Regions from separate parts of the Mus musculus genome. Here regions 2, 3 and 4 are each linked to region 1. The links are chromatin contacts, called in public Hi-C and HiChIP or PLAC-seq maps. All regions are on one chromosome and are shown on one strand. The core of a region is the stretch at or near the end of the contact, and the rest is flanking DNA. Distances in the headings are between cores, read along the strand shown.

Region 1 (3,131 bases), core at 446-2,945:
TGGCCTGGTCACTGCACTAATGACAGACTGGCTGGTTTAGAGATTCAATCGAGAGGGTGCAGGCGCCCGTCGTGCGTTCGGCTATCACATACACGAAGTCGTTGCAGAAAGGGGTATCATAGAGAGCGATTTGAGGAAATTTTGGGGAAAAGCTGAAGTTAGCTAGGTTCTTTTCAACACTGTTTACATAGTACTTAGGATAATTAGAAATGTGAAGTTTTCAAGTAGAAAAATCATTAACTCTGACATTCTAATCAACCTTGGAATTGATGCCAATCTGAACCCTTGGCTACTGAGCAGACATTTTTTGATACGTAGCTGTGTGATCTTTTCCTTTGAGTAGAAGATTAAGGGCACAGTTTGGAATCATATGGAGAGTGTTAGCATAGCGTTTCATTTCCAAAGTGGCCTTAATTATAATTACAGGGGCACCATTTGGGGACAAATGGGGACTCTTCTATATTAGTCTTGTTTTCTTTCCATCTCTGTATTATGTGTAGTTAGACTATTTTGATTAGAAAGCGTGACACCCCAAATTCTTAGCACAATGCTCAGATAAGTCTTTTCACTAAAAAATGTCAAGCAAGCCCAACATCCTCAGCTCCTGGGATACAGACACAGTGTCCTGTAACCCATGTACTCAGATGCTCAGGATAAGGGTAGCAGTGTCCAACCCACAGAGGATGCTACAAGAATTTGGAGCTTCACAATGATTGTGCCAGAGATTCAGTTCCTAGCCTTCATTCCAAAGCTCCATTGTTTGTTTATTCCCATTCCCCAAAATTCTCTCGAGTCATGGATGCTTTGGTTGTTGGGAACAAACCCCAGTGTCTTACTTTTCTGGTGCAAACACAAAAGTTTACAGAGAATAAACCTTTGGGTAAGGAATAAGATTGTGTGCTTCCTCTTTCCATTGAGAAGGCATTTCACGGCTTTATGCCCTCAATCTCAGTCAGGCGTCACCTTCGTGTCTGAGGAAGAGTGGGAGAAATGGTAGATAAGACGAAAATGTAAGAAAAATCCCCAATGACTGGATCCCACGACTGAATCTCCCAAAGGCAAGAGCAAATGATTAGAGCTGTTTCCTTCTGAGTCCTCTAATATTGAAGCTGCCATGTCGGAGGGTGATCAACTGAAGGTAGTTTTGTTTCATTCTACTCAACCGGAGCTGAGCCTCGAGTGGTGGAGGGTCAGTTGCTCAGCAGTGCTGTAGTCTCTCTGTGGGCATTCCTTCTTCACGAATCATTCAGTTTCCTTCTGACTGCATACAGCTTTGTAGTGTGTGAGCCAGGCAGGCTCTCACTTCTCAGACACCCAGTTTTGTAACTCTGGAGGTGACTAAGTTGATGCCTAAACCAGAAGGTATCTTCCGTGTGTTGAAATGTGAGAGAGGCAGGAGGGACACTGAGACCCATGATCGGCAGGTCTTTCTGATCCTCTCTGGTACTGAACAGCCTTCAGGAGAAGATGGACTAGGGAATGGCCTGTGGGCCAGAGCTTTGGAGGTCTCTCTCAGCCATGGGTGGAAGACTCATGGCTTTCTGGCTGACCTCTAGCTAGAGGCTCTCAGTCTCTCTTTCCAAGGCCACTAACTAAGAAACCCTCCATAAAAGCTCCCTTATAGCCTGAGCTCCTAAGTATGTTTGTGACTAGCCCCGCTCTGACCCACAGCTGTGTCATGAAGCTAACTCCCAGCAGCTGGCTGTGGCAATGTGACACTGGGTTCTCTGATTTGTGATTGTTCCTTGTTCTCTGGGTAGCTCTGACTTAACCACTGAGTTCCTCCTCTCAGCCACAGACCTCTGAGACATGGGGCACGCCAAATGCACCTCCTCTCTGCTGGGCACCGCTAGTCTTTTACTGGGGATGGACTTATCATTTGGATGGATTTTCTGCTTCCTAATCCTGACCTGGGAGCCACACTATTGGACCAGTGAACTATTTCCTGTTTTTCTGGGTTACCCTTCTGTCTCCTCCGTCTGAGATTTCAATGCTCTTTCACCCTTTAGGATAGACTCTATCTAAATAACCTCTTCATTCAGTTTCCTTCAGTCAACACATAGAATCTTCTATTTCTTGCCAAGACACTGATGGAAGAATGTTGGACTGTGTAATTGTGGTTTGTGGTTAACATGGTTGCCCTTAAAACCCTTTCCTGAAACCAGGAGCCATCTAGCCTAGAGAGATGGCTCAGCAGTTAAGAGCTCATACTACTCCCGCTGTGGACTTGCGTTCAGTTCCTGCCACTTTATTAGGTGGCTCGCAACCATCTGTAACTCTAGCTGCAGGGGATCTGACACCCTCTTCTAGACTCTGTAGGAACCTGCATTTATGTGCAGTCATGTGCCCACCCCCACTCTATGCCATACACATAATTAAAAATGTAAAAGGTGGTGGAGGGATGCTTCAATATTACTGGTGCTCCTCTAGAGGACCAGGGTTACCAGCACCCACATGGCAGCTCACAATCCTTTGTTACTTTAGTTCTAGTGGATCTTCTGGCTTCCATCACAGGATTTTTATGACAGGAGAAGCCTCCTTCATAAATGTCCACCTTACTGGGACATTCAGGTCTGTATTCAACTGTAAGCATCACGAAACAGTCCTTCCTTTATTCCTGTACAAGTCAGCATCCAAGCATATTGACGAGCACATATATATCTATTTTTATATTTGAATCTTTAATTAATGAAAACTGTGTGAAAGATAATCACTGGCTGTTTTCTTCTTCACTGAGGACTATATCGCGTGACTTAGATAAACTCCACAACTGAGCACTTTGGAGGAGAGACAGTGCCAGTAAATGGCTTTGTTCAAAGGTTCCCTAAATTTTCGTACCAAGGATTTTTCCTTATCTCTTCTCCATCATTTTTAATTTAAAAAGAATTCTATATTTCCACTGTCAAGTATACAAAACATGAAAGCCAATGGCAGAAAGCATGAGTCTTTAGGGTTGACCTAGTGTTACTTGGAAGGACTTGGTGTGTTAGTGAGGGTGTGGCAAACGGGAAGGCGAAGCAGTGTGAGGAGTAATAACTTATGAGAACCCCCTGTCACCATCGTTCTTCTTCCTGGGAACCCACAGAGGAGCTCACTGCTCTGTGTTTTCTCTGCTGCTTTCTGTGTATTGC
Region 2 (3,131 bases), core at 324-2,823, 650 kb after region 1:
CAGCCTTATTTATAATAGCCAGAAGCTGGAAAGAACCCAGATGCCCCTCAACAGAGGAATGGATACAGAAAATGTGGTACATCTACACAATGGAGTACTACTCAGCTATTAAAAAGAATGAATTTATGAAATTCCTAGGCAAATGGATGGACCTGGAGGGCATCATCCTGAGTGAGGTAACACATTCACAAAGGAACTCACACAATATGTACTCACTGATAAGTGGATACTAGCCCAAAACCTAGGATACCCACGATATAAGATACAATTTCCTAAACACATGAAACTCAAGAAAAATGAAGACTGAAGTGTGGACACTATGCCCCTCCTTAGAAGTGGGAACAAAACACCCATGGAAGGAGTTACAGAAACAAAGTTTGGAGCTGAGATGAAAGGATGGACCATGTAGAGACTGCCATATCCAGGGATCCACCCCATAATCAGCATCCAAACGCTGACACCATTGCATATACTAGCAAGATTTTATCGAAAGGACCCAGATGTAGCTGTCTCTTGTGAGACTATGCCGGGGCCTAGCAAACACAGAAGTGGATGCTCACAGTCAGCTAATGGATGGATCACAGGGCTCCCAATGGAGGAGCTAGAGAAAGTACCCAAGGAGCTAAAGGGATCTTCAACCCTATAGGTGGAACAACATTATGAACTAACCAGTACCCCTGAGCTCTTGACTCTAGCTGCATATGTATCAAAAGATGGCCTAGTCGGCCATCACTGGAAAGAGAGGCCCACTGGACACGCAGACTTTGTGTGCCCCGGTACAGGGGAACGCCAGGGCCAAAGGGGGGGAGTGGGTGGGTAGGGGAGTGGGGGTGGGTGGGTAAGGGGGACTTTTGGTATAGCATTGGAAATGTAAATGAGCTAAATACCTAATAAAAAATGGAAAAAAAAAAAAAAAAAAAAAAAAAAAAAAAAAAAAAAGAGCTAACCCTCTCCCTTCCCGGTGACTTCCCTTCCTCAATCTCCACAGCCCCAGCATCTACCATGTAATTTAGATCCCAGGACGTGCCCATCACTGGATCCCAGGACCTGTCCATCACTGGATCCCAGGACATGTCTCTCACTGGATTCCAGGACGTGTCCATTGCTAACGCCTGTGAGTGTTGGAAGGAACCCACTCTAAGGAGTATAAACAACCTGGGGGGAGGGGTTAAGTCTCTATTTCTTTAAATGATAAAATTCTATGCCCAAAAACTTTTTGCTAAAGAAACAACGCACTCGGTAAAATATATTGGGAGAATTTAAAATAATTATTATAACTACTATTGTTATCGTCATTACAATTCTTCCAGATGGGGCTATGGAGCTGTGAGGCCACTGCTCTCTTGGTGTAGCTCTGCCCAATGGCCAGGGCCAAGGAGGCCAAGGAGACAGCAGCTCTGCAAGCTCAGCTCGCTGAGGGAAAGAGGCCTTTCTCTGAGGGATGGCCTCTGCCCTCCAGGGCCAGCACAGGACTGGCTCCTGAGGAAGGAATGAGAGCAGCAGGCATCTTTGAGAGAGCCCCTTTCAGACCCCTGTGTGGGGGAAAGAGCCCCTCTGCTCCCTGCCACTCCATCTGAACTGGAAACAAGCAATAAACATCACCACATGTCAAGCTTGGACCTGCCCTCCACCAACTCCAGCTTCCTCTTAGGAGTTCAGTGGCTTTAGAAGTATTCTTCTCCACTGTGCCCACCCCCCACCATCACATACTTCCCTGCCGTCCAAGACCTAAATTTAAGTTCTATTGAACTAGTGACTAACTCTGTGACCTTGCTTGACCTCTGAGCAACTTCCTTTCTGTGTGTAAACCAGGAGTAATAGGATTGTAGGGGGCCTAGGCAGGATACCACCCCCCCTGCCTTGGTGTCATTTGAAAGAGATTTGTATTCCAGCAAGAGAAATGACAGAGGGATGACTGGTCCTGTAGTCTTTGGCATCACAGCTTCGGATCCTTTGGGTAATGTTTGCTCTCAGATGCCTGTAAAGTCCCAAACACAGCGTGCACACTCAGTCAACGACCATGCCCTTTCCTTCCTTTTTTTTTTTTTTTTTTTCTTTTTAAGTGCTTGAAGCTCACACACACACTTTTGCACGCCTCACTGCCTGGGGCCAGCAGCTTTGTCCCACTTCCTACCTAAGCCTCAAACAGCAACACTGCAGAGAAAGCTTCAGGGACGACTGCCATTCACATTTCAAAGACCCTTGAACAGGGATCAGAGCCCTGCTCTGCTCAGCAAGGCTAAGATGCAACTGGCTGTTCCGAGGATTAACCAGTTCTCCTACAGAGAGGCCAGCCAGCCCACGTAACTCAATCTTCCGATGGGATTAGTCCAGAGCCCCGAGATCCCCCGCAAGGCTGAAAGGGTACAGCAAGATGGGGCACTTTCCAGGCTGTGGTCCAAGGAAGTAGCTAAGAGGGGATGGTGCACAGGTGCACGGAATTGTTGCTCCCTCATGCCTCGTGCTATTTGTAGAGGCAGTGAGCTCTCTTGGAAAGAACATGGGCCCTAAAAGCTGAATTGTCCCCAAGTGGTGCCAGCCATATGACCTTGAGTAGGTCATTTTACTTCTCTGGACCTCCATTTTATCAACAGAGAAATAGGACTCCATGTATGGATCACACAGAGCCATGAAAGATTCTGAAATTTTAGATAGATAGATAGATAGATAGATAGATAGATAGATAGATAGATAGATAGATAGATAAATAGATAGAGATATATAATATGTACACACATAAATATATTTATTTTTACACACATACATATTTATACATGTATTTATAGATATGTGTATGTAAAATTATACAGAAATTATATACATGAATTATATATGAGTTAAATATATTCATATGCACATAAATATATTCTAAATATATATATATATATACACACATATATACATCTTTTTTAAGGTATGTCCTCTAAGACCCTGTACATAGCATGTAAATGTGACCATTCTGACTGGAATGAAGGCCAGGCCCAAATGTCAGGTCAAGCCCATGATGCTTTCTCCCTTCTCGGTGTCCTTGCTTGCTTGGTGTTAACATCACCTCAAAGCTTCCTCTCACTAAGTCATCTGTGACTTCTCAGAATCAGGGGCTGCTAAGGTCTATGTTTGTTCTTCCACAC
Region 3 (3,131 bases), core at 435-2,934, 620 kb after region 1:
TTCTTAAAAGCTTGCTGCAGAGTGGAATCTGAAACTGATAGCTGTGGTTTGCATGTTTGTGTCCCTTCCAAAGTTCGTGTTGAAACTTAGCCTCCGGATGCTTCAGCATTAAGCAGCTAAGCCTTTAGAGGGCATTGGCAATCTTATAAAAAAGCTGGAGAAAAGCATCCAACCCCGTTTTGGTCTTTTATGGTAATTTTCCATCACTATAGTGAAAATTTGCTATAAATCATTAGGCAGTAACAAAATGATTATTTGGACACAAAATCTTGCAAGTTTTAGTTTACGATCTAAGAGTTCCATTATCTTTAGGTCTGTGGAGAGGCCACATTATCATGGTGGGACGAGACATGTACCCCAGCTGAGAAAAGAGGGGGAGAAGAGGGCTTGTGATCTTATATCCTTGTCAAGTGTGTCCAGTGACGGTAAGACCCCTGCTAAGTCCCACCTCTTGAGGGTACCATTGCCTTCCAATAGTGCATAGGCTGGGGACCAAACCTTTCACATAGGAGCCTTCAGAAGACTCTCCTCTCCCTCCCTCCCTCCCTCCCTTCCTCCCTCCCTCCCTCCCTCCTTCTCTCCCGCCTCCCTCCCCCGCTGCCCCCCCCCCCGCCAACTACCCAAGGATCAATAAGCACAGTGTTGTAGCTAGCTCCAAGCCACTCCAAGCCATTTCCAAGCCAAGGGAAAATGGCACTCAGATAAAGTCATGTAGTTCAGCTCCCACCTCAAACACTCTGCTCAGCTTTTGTCATCAGACTGCCACTGTCCTTCAAAGGACACTTTCCAGGTCATAGCTATTTTGTCACAGAGATTGTTGCACAGTTCAGGAGTTGAAAGGCAGTGATAGCATATGAAGTGTTCCGTCTAGAGACATTTTTCTACCAGTACATTTTTTTAAGGATTTTTTTAAAATAATACATAAAATTTCTGTGTGCATGTGGGTTTGTGCTCACGTGACTACAGGTGCCCACAGAGTCCAGTAGAGGGTACCAGATCACCTTGAATTGTAGTTACAGATGGTTGGGATGGCCCTACATGGGTGCTGGGAGCCAAGCTGGGGCTCTCGGTAGAGCAGAACACACCCTTAAACTATCTCTCCAGGACAGGATCACAACTTTGATTCAAAATAAAACAGTGGTTTTATCTTTGATTGCTTTTGACTGCCCCTTCTTCTCCCCCATTCTACCCCTTTCTCCCCATCCCCTGCTTCCCTACCCACTGCCAAAAAGAAAAAGTGCAAATAGCACCTTAGGAGTTGTAAACTTGCTAGTTCAGTAATGGACTCACGGGTATACCCTGGGTTCTTCTGGAGACCCCCAGCACTTCATTACACTACATTACACTATGACCCAGTGTGAATCCAGAATGCTTGAATGAGCTGCTAACTCTGAGTGGTCCTTTTCCAATATCCTTAGAGTCCTTGAACTCCAAGTCCCAGCTTTGATGGTTCACTAACATCCTCAGATCCACAAAGTAGACCCAGCACAGACTGGGTAAGCCTCAGTTCACCTCCCCTAGACACGGGTTGGGAAGGGCATGAGACTTGGCACCCAGAGCCCATGCTGTGTGCCCTGCTCTCATCACCTCTGTTTGCCAGTTAGGAAACTGAGGCTATGAGGAGGAGGGACTCCACATAGAGCTGTCCAGCACGAAAGCATGCCGCATGTCATCTTCCTGTCTGTTCCCACACTCCCTTCCTGCCTGGCTGACTTTCTTCCCCGCAGTGCTCCAGTTGCTAAGCGTCTAGCATGCCTCACCACCAAAATTTCCTGACATGAGAAAATTCCCAGCACTGGCTGGCCACTTGAGTCTTTCAGTGTCTGAGTTACTTATAGTCACAGATCACTAAGACACTGGAAACTGTGCCACGTCAGAGTCCCTGGCACACAGAACTGATAAAGTTGACAAGGTTTGTGTCTGCTATTGTGCATAGTTTTGGTGACTAGGACACAAAGGCTTTCCTCTGGGACACATTTCCAGCTGAGCTGTTGAGTTGGTCATCTCTGTCTCGGCTGCACAGAGAGGAGGTTGACATCCTCTGGGCCCCGGGTCCTCCCTGGATGAGCTGAAGTCACATGGCAATGCAGCAGGATACGAAGCACATCCTAAGACGCAGCTCCAGGAAAGTTCAGCCCAAAATAAACCTGAAGTCTAAGTAAATAAAGCATTGGGAATATTTTGGGAGAGCAATTCCACAAAGCACAAAAAAAAAAAAAAAAAAAAAAAAGGCAGGGAAATGGGAACACAATTGTCCACAGCCTTTGTTGTACAGTTCTGTCTTCTGATACAGCTTGCTAAGATCCTGTTGAGTATCTCACATTTGTAAAGGCAGGAGTGAGCCAGGGTCAGAAAAATTACATTGTTTCTTCTGAGAGACTGGTGTCATTTAAGCACTGGTTTGAGACAGGGCGGGGAGCTTGATGAGGACTGGGGGCTCTGGTGATTAAAGCAGGATGGAAGGAGAATATAATCTGTGCCAAGGGACCTGGAGGGATCGGCTAAGGAGCACTCTGTTGAGTCACACAGGCTCTTGTCTCCCGGGGGGCGAGAGGGGAGGCACTCGGAGTCTTCATGATCTCACAGGATGAAAGGAGAAAGAACGCTGTTACAGAAAGGGGCAATGTGCATGGCTGTGCATGTGGCTGAAGGGCAGGGCGTGTGCTTACCATGTGCAGGGCATGTGCTTAGCATGTGCAGGGCATGTGCTTAGCGTGTGTAGGACTCTGGGTTCAATTGTCAAAATAAACAAAACAAAGTTGGAGTGAGATAACACTCATATATTAAGCGCCATCTCAATAAGCACTTAATAGCAAATCAAACAGAGCCATCATTGTGATTCATGCAATCCTGCACTTTTCAATCATGCAGCCAAAATCTAATTAATGTTTATTATCCCCCAACTAAGTACTGAGACTATTACAGTTCTAAGAAACTATCTGTGCTCTTAAGACGCTTGCAAGCTAGTGGGAGGCAATGATAAACTAAAGCTATTAAACAGGCAATTGAGGAAAAAGGTACTGAGAAAGGCTGCCTTATAACTTTGACCTTTATAGGGCCCGCGAGATGGTTCAGTGGGCAGAGTCACTGACAACCGGAGTGTGGTCTCTGGAATATACATGGTGGAAGGA
Region 4 (3,131 bases), core at 390-2,889, 570 kb after region 1:
GTCAGCTGTTATCTTCTCTCCAAAGCCATCAAACCTCAAAATAGCACTGGCTGTGAGAAGGCTAATGTCTTCCTGGCACAGCCCAGTGTCAGCTTTCAAGGGCACCATTTCACAACCAACTGCCAGGGCGACATAAGTGAGACTTGTCTAATACTCAAAGATCCTACAGAAGTCTGAAGGGACCAGTCGAGCTGCTGCCATGCCATGACACTGACTGGGTGAACGAACGGAAATTAACTCTGGTTGAACACCTTCTAGCGCCAAGCATTTCATGTAGACTGTCTTGTTTAATCTTCAGAACCACCTTCTGTGTGAGATATTATTAGGCTAGCTGACAAATCATTCCAAGAAAATAAATTCAGCTTGAGTAAGTGGCTGACCAAGGTCAGAAGAGAGATTCTGGCTTAAGCCCAGAGCTTAGAACTTTCTGTAAGGTACACTTTGACTTTATCTTATGTCATTTAACTTAGTTTAAAAGGAAAAAAAGTCAAATGGAAACAACTGAGTTTTCTGAATCTAGACTCAACTATCTAACAAATACTATATCCCACTTACTCAGTGTGAAGAGCAGAAAGAGGAAATAGAATAAATAAGGTCAATAAATAACTGTTCTCAAATGGGCTTATTGTATGCAGTGGTGGGCAGTGGTAGGCAGTGGTAGGCAGTGGTAGGCAGTGGTAGGCAGTGGTGGGCAGTGGTAGGCAGTGGTAGGCAGTGGTAGGCAGTGGTAGGCAGTGGTAAGCAGTGGTAGGCAGTGGTAGGCAGTTGTGGGGCAGTGTGATGCAAGCTAAAATGGGCAGCTTAACGAAAATGTAGTGGGATTAATGCATCCATTCACTATTTCCCAGTCACTGAGAGCTGGGGATTTGGAGCCACAGAAACAGACATTGGCTTCCATGAGCTCACAGTACAGCTGTAAGAGAAACAAGGGATGTTTACCAAGCAAGGGCCTCCGGCAGAACATGTCAGTCCTCCTCATGGGTCTACAAAGACTGAACACCTGGGTGGTTCTGGAGATGAGTTCTGAAACAACATGTGACAAACAGAGGAAGAGCTTTTCCAGCCTGATGTGTAAAGGCCCAAAGGGCAGAGATGTGAATTCTGGCCTGAGGTGGGGACCAGGCAGCTGGTCTAAAAGGATGAGTAACAACAGCCCAGGTGACAGGCAGGAAGGCAGCACCAGAGGAGACAGCACAGAAGACAGCAAGGCACCAGAGTTCCTTGGAATAATCAGACAAGCAGGCTTGGCCAAGGGAATGACTGGAAAGTAAAGGTCAGGGTGCATCATGGAAGTACCAGTTTTGCAAGGCAGATTGGGCTCTTTCATATAAGCAATAGATAGCTTATATCTTCTGTCACTCTGTCTCTGTCTCTCCGTCACACACGCAGACACACACAGAGGGGGTAAGGAGAGGAAGAGAGGAGGAAGGGAGTTTAGAGATGGAAAGTCCTCAGTGTTAGCTATTGTTGTTTTAAATGACTGTAGCTTGGATGCTGTGACAAACACCACAGTCTGCGTGGCTTATAAACAATGAGAATGCATTTCTCATTGGAGGCTGGAAGTCTGGGATGGAGGTGCTAGAGCAGTAGGAGTCTGCTGAGGGCGTTCTTACTCATTTATAAAGAATCCCTTCCTTCACTGCGTCACCACAGAGTGAGTAAGAGAGGGGACAGGCAAGTTCCCATCTGTCCTCATGAGAGCACCAACTATACACACGATCCTAATAACCTCTCAAGGGCTCTGCTTTCCAATACCAAGCCTGTGGAGGCTAGGGATCTAATGAGGACTTTGAGGAGATACAGGTATTCAGTCTATATGAACTGATTTCACTAAAAAGGCATACATAAGAAATGACATGGCCACATTTGCCATTTAGAAAGCTCACCAATGCAGGCATATGGGATGCTGCTAATGAATCCTTAAGGACAGTAACTGACAGCTACCACTGACAGTAGCTATCATGTTAGGTCAGGGCCCCTAGTCTGCTCTGCCTGGTGTCTCTCACATTTAACTCACCTTCTGGGAATAGCCCCCTCTAATGAGTTGGTTTCTGACATCATATTCAGAGTTTCTGGAGGCTGGTGGTTGTATTGATCTCTGTCCTCAGCTCAGAGAAACGTACACTGTAAGAATATATAGTTCCATGTTGTGCATGCCACAATGGGCTGACCTGCAAAGCACAGCAGGGACACTTCCTCTTGGCACAATTAGTAGTTGAAAGTCCTACCCTTGCAGCCTTACCCGATTCCACGCTTATGACATCGTATACTTCAAGAGTTCCTACTGAGACCAGGGATGGTAAGGATGGAGACCATATACCCCTTGCTTCCCAGAACCATCCACATCCCAGCTTCCAGTTTCTTGGCCCTTGCCTTAAAACTGAGGACAAATGAAATTTGCAGGTCCATCTAGGAAATTACCTCAACACCCAGGTCATTTCCTCGGCGCCATTTACATTTCTAATGTATGGAGAAGCTGAGTTACATTTTCTCCCCATGTGCCCTGGGCTGCTGGTAAATCATTCTCACCCACATAAATGAATGGCAGGTGATGTCACAGCCCAATACGAGCTCCTGATGCCCCAGCTCCCCCTTCATGCTTAATGACTGGCCGGAGTTTCTTTGACTACGGCTCTTTCTTCCATGCTGACAGGTCAGCGCTTTGTAGCTCATGTCTGCCACTTGAGACTAGGCCCATTGATTTTTCAATCTCGTGGTGTTGGACTGCACATCAGACTGACACATTCCAGGTCAATCCCTTATTTGTCCAATGATTCAAGCACATTTTCCAGAGCTATTACCTGTGCTAGGGTGGGCCCAGAGTGTGAAAGGCACATGTTGTATTCTGGAGAGGGGCAGGGCATCACACTGGCTCCAAGATAAAAGGATAATGACTAAGATCTGCTTCCTTCATATCAGTAAAGGATATCATCCAAGGATGAGAGCTGATGCCTATAATCCAGCACTCAGAGACTGAGAAAGGAGGGTTGCAAGTTCAAAGCCAACCTTGGCTATATAGCAAAACTATGTCTCAATAAAATATACAGACCATCTATATGCATATGTTATACATATCTACATACACCTCATCTCTGTGTGCATCCTATATATATCTTATACATGCATGTGAG

What was found. A called contact is a pair of places that touch in the nucleus more often than the background predicts. HiChIP or PLAC-seq counts read pairs in DNA pulled down with a chosen protein or histone mark.
Region 2: an HNF4G HiChIP or PLAC-seq map of pancreatic cancer cells shows a contact between it and region 1. The contact joins two enhancer-like sites. A contact is called at or near these places in 1 of 484 Hi-C or Micro-C datasets (embryonic stem cells), 4 of 115 datasets of contacts at active chromatin or transcription factors (acute myeloid leukemia, embryonic stem cells and pancreatic cancer cells) and 1 of 9 other capture datasets (embryonic stem cells).
Region 3: a Hi-C map of psoas muscle shows a contact between it and region 1, with 2.4 times the contacts expected there. The contact joins two enhancer-like sites. A contact is called at or near these places in 2 of 15 datasets of contacts at CTCF or cohesin (large pre-B cells and pro-B cells), 6 of 484 Hi-C or Micro-C datasets (the AML12 cell line, B cells, cortical neurons and 3 more), 2 of 115 datasets of contacts at active chromatin or transcription factors (acute myeloid leukemia and pancreatic cancer cells) and 1 of 9 other capture datasets (embryonic stem cells).
Region 4: an HNF4G HiChIP or PLAC-seq map of pancreatic cancer cells shows a contact between it and region 1. The contact joins two enhancer-like sites. A contact is called at or near these places in 1 of 15 datasets of contacts at CTCF or cohesin (the NIH/3T3 cell line), 3 of 484 Hi-C or Micro-C datasets (cortical neurons, cranial neural crest and nephron progenitors), 1 of 115 datasets of contacts at active chromatin or transcription factors (pancreatic cancer cells) and 1 of 9 other capture datasets (embryonic stem cells).

What each region holds. Positions count from the first base shown.
Region 1 is chr4:105,935,940-105,939,070 of GRCm38.p6, reverse strand. No RefSeq gene overlaps it. Among named protein-coding and RNA genes, the nearest start is that of Gm29922, 92 kb to the right of the region's middle. Within about 2 kb of position 1,695, at least 50 of the 459 cell types and tissues checked have an H3K27ac peak or open chromatin away from gene starts, as enhancers often do. A contact at or near this core is called in pancreatic cancer cells, where this site is marked.
Region 2 is chr4:105,290,318-105,293,448 of GRCm38.p6, reverse strand. No RefSeq gene overlaps it. Among named protein-coding and RNA genes, the nearest start is that of Gm40217, 27 kb to the left of the region's middle. Within about 2 kb of position 1,573, at least 54 of the 459 cell types and tissues checked have an H3K27ac peak or open chromatin away from gene starts, as enhancers often do. A contact at or near this core is called in pancreatic cancer cells, where this site is marked.
Region 3 is chr4:105,312,179-105,315,309 of GRCm38.p6, reverse strand. It overlaps Gm40217 (a long non-coding RNA gene), which reads left to right. Exons shown (of 4, transcript XR_867967.1): 3 at 313-425. Among named protein-coding and RNA genes, the nearest start is that of Gm40217, 5.4 kb to the left of the region's middle. Within about 2 kb of position 1,684, at least 17 of the 459 cell types and tissues checked have an H3K27ac peak or open chromatin away from gene starts, as enhancers often do.
Region 4 is chr4:105,361,604-105,364,734 of GRCm38.p6, reverse strand. No RefSeq gene overlaps it. Among named protein-coding and RNA genes, the nearest start is that of Gm40217, 44 kb to the right of the region's middle. Within about 2 kb of position 1,639, at least 43 of the 459 cell types and tissues checked have an H3K27ac peak or open chromatin away from gene starts, as enhancers often do. A contact at or near this core is called in pancreatic cancer cells, where this site is marked.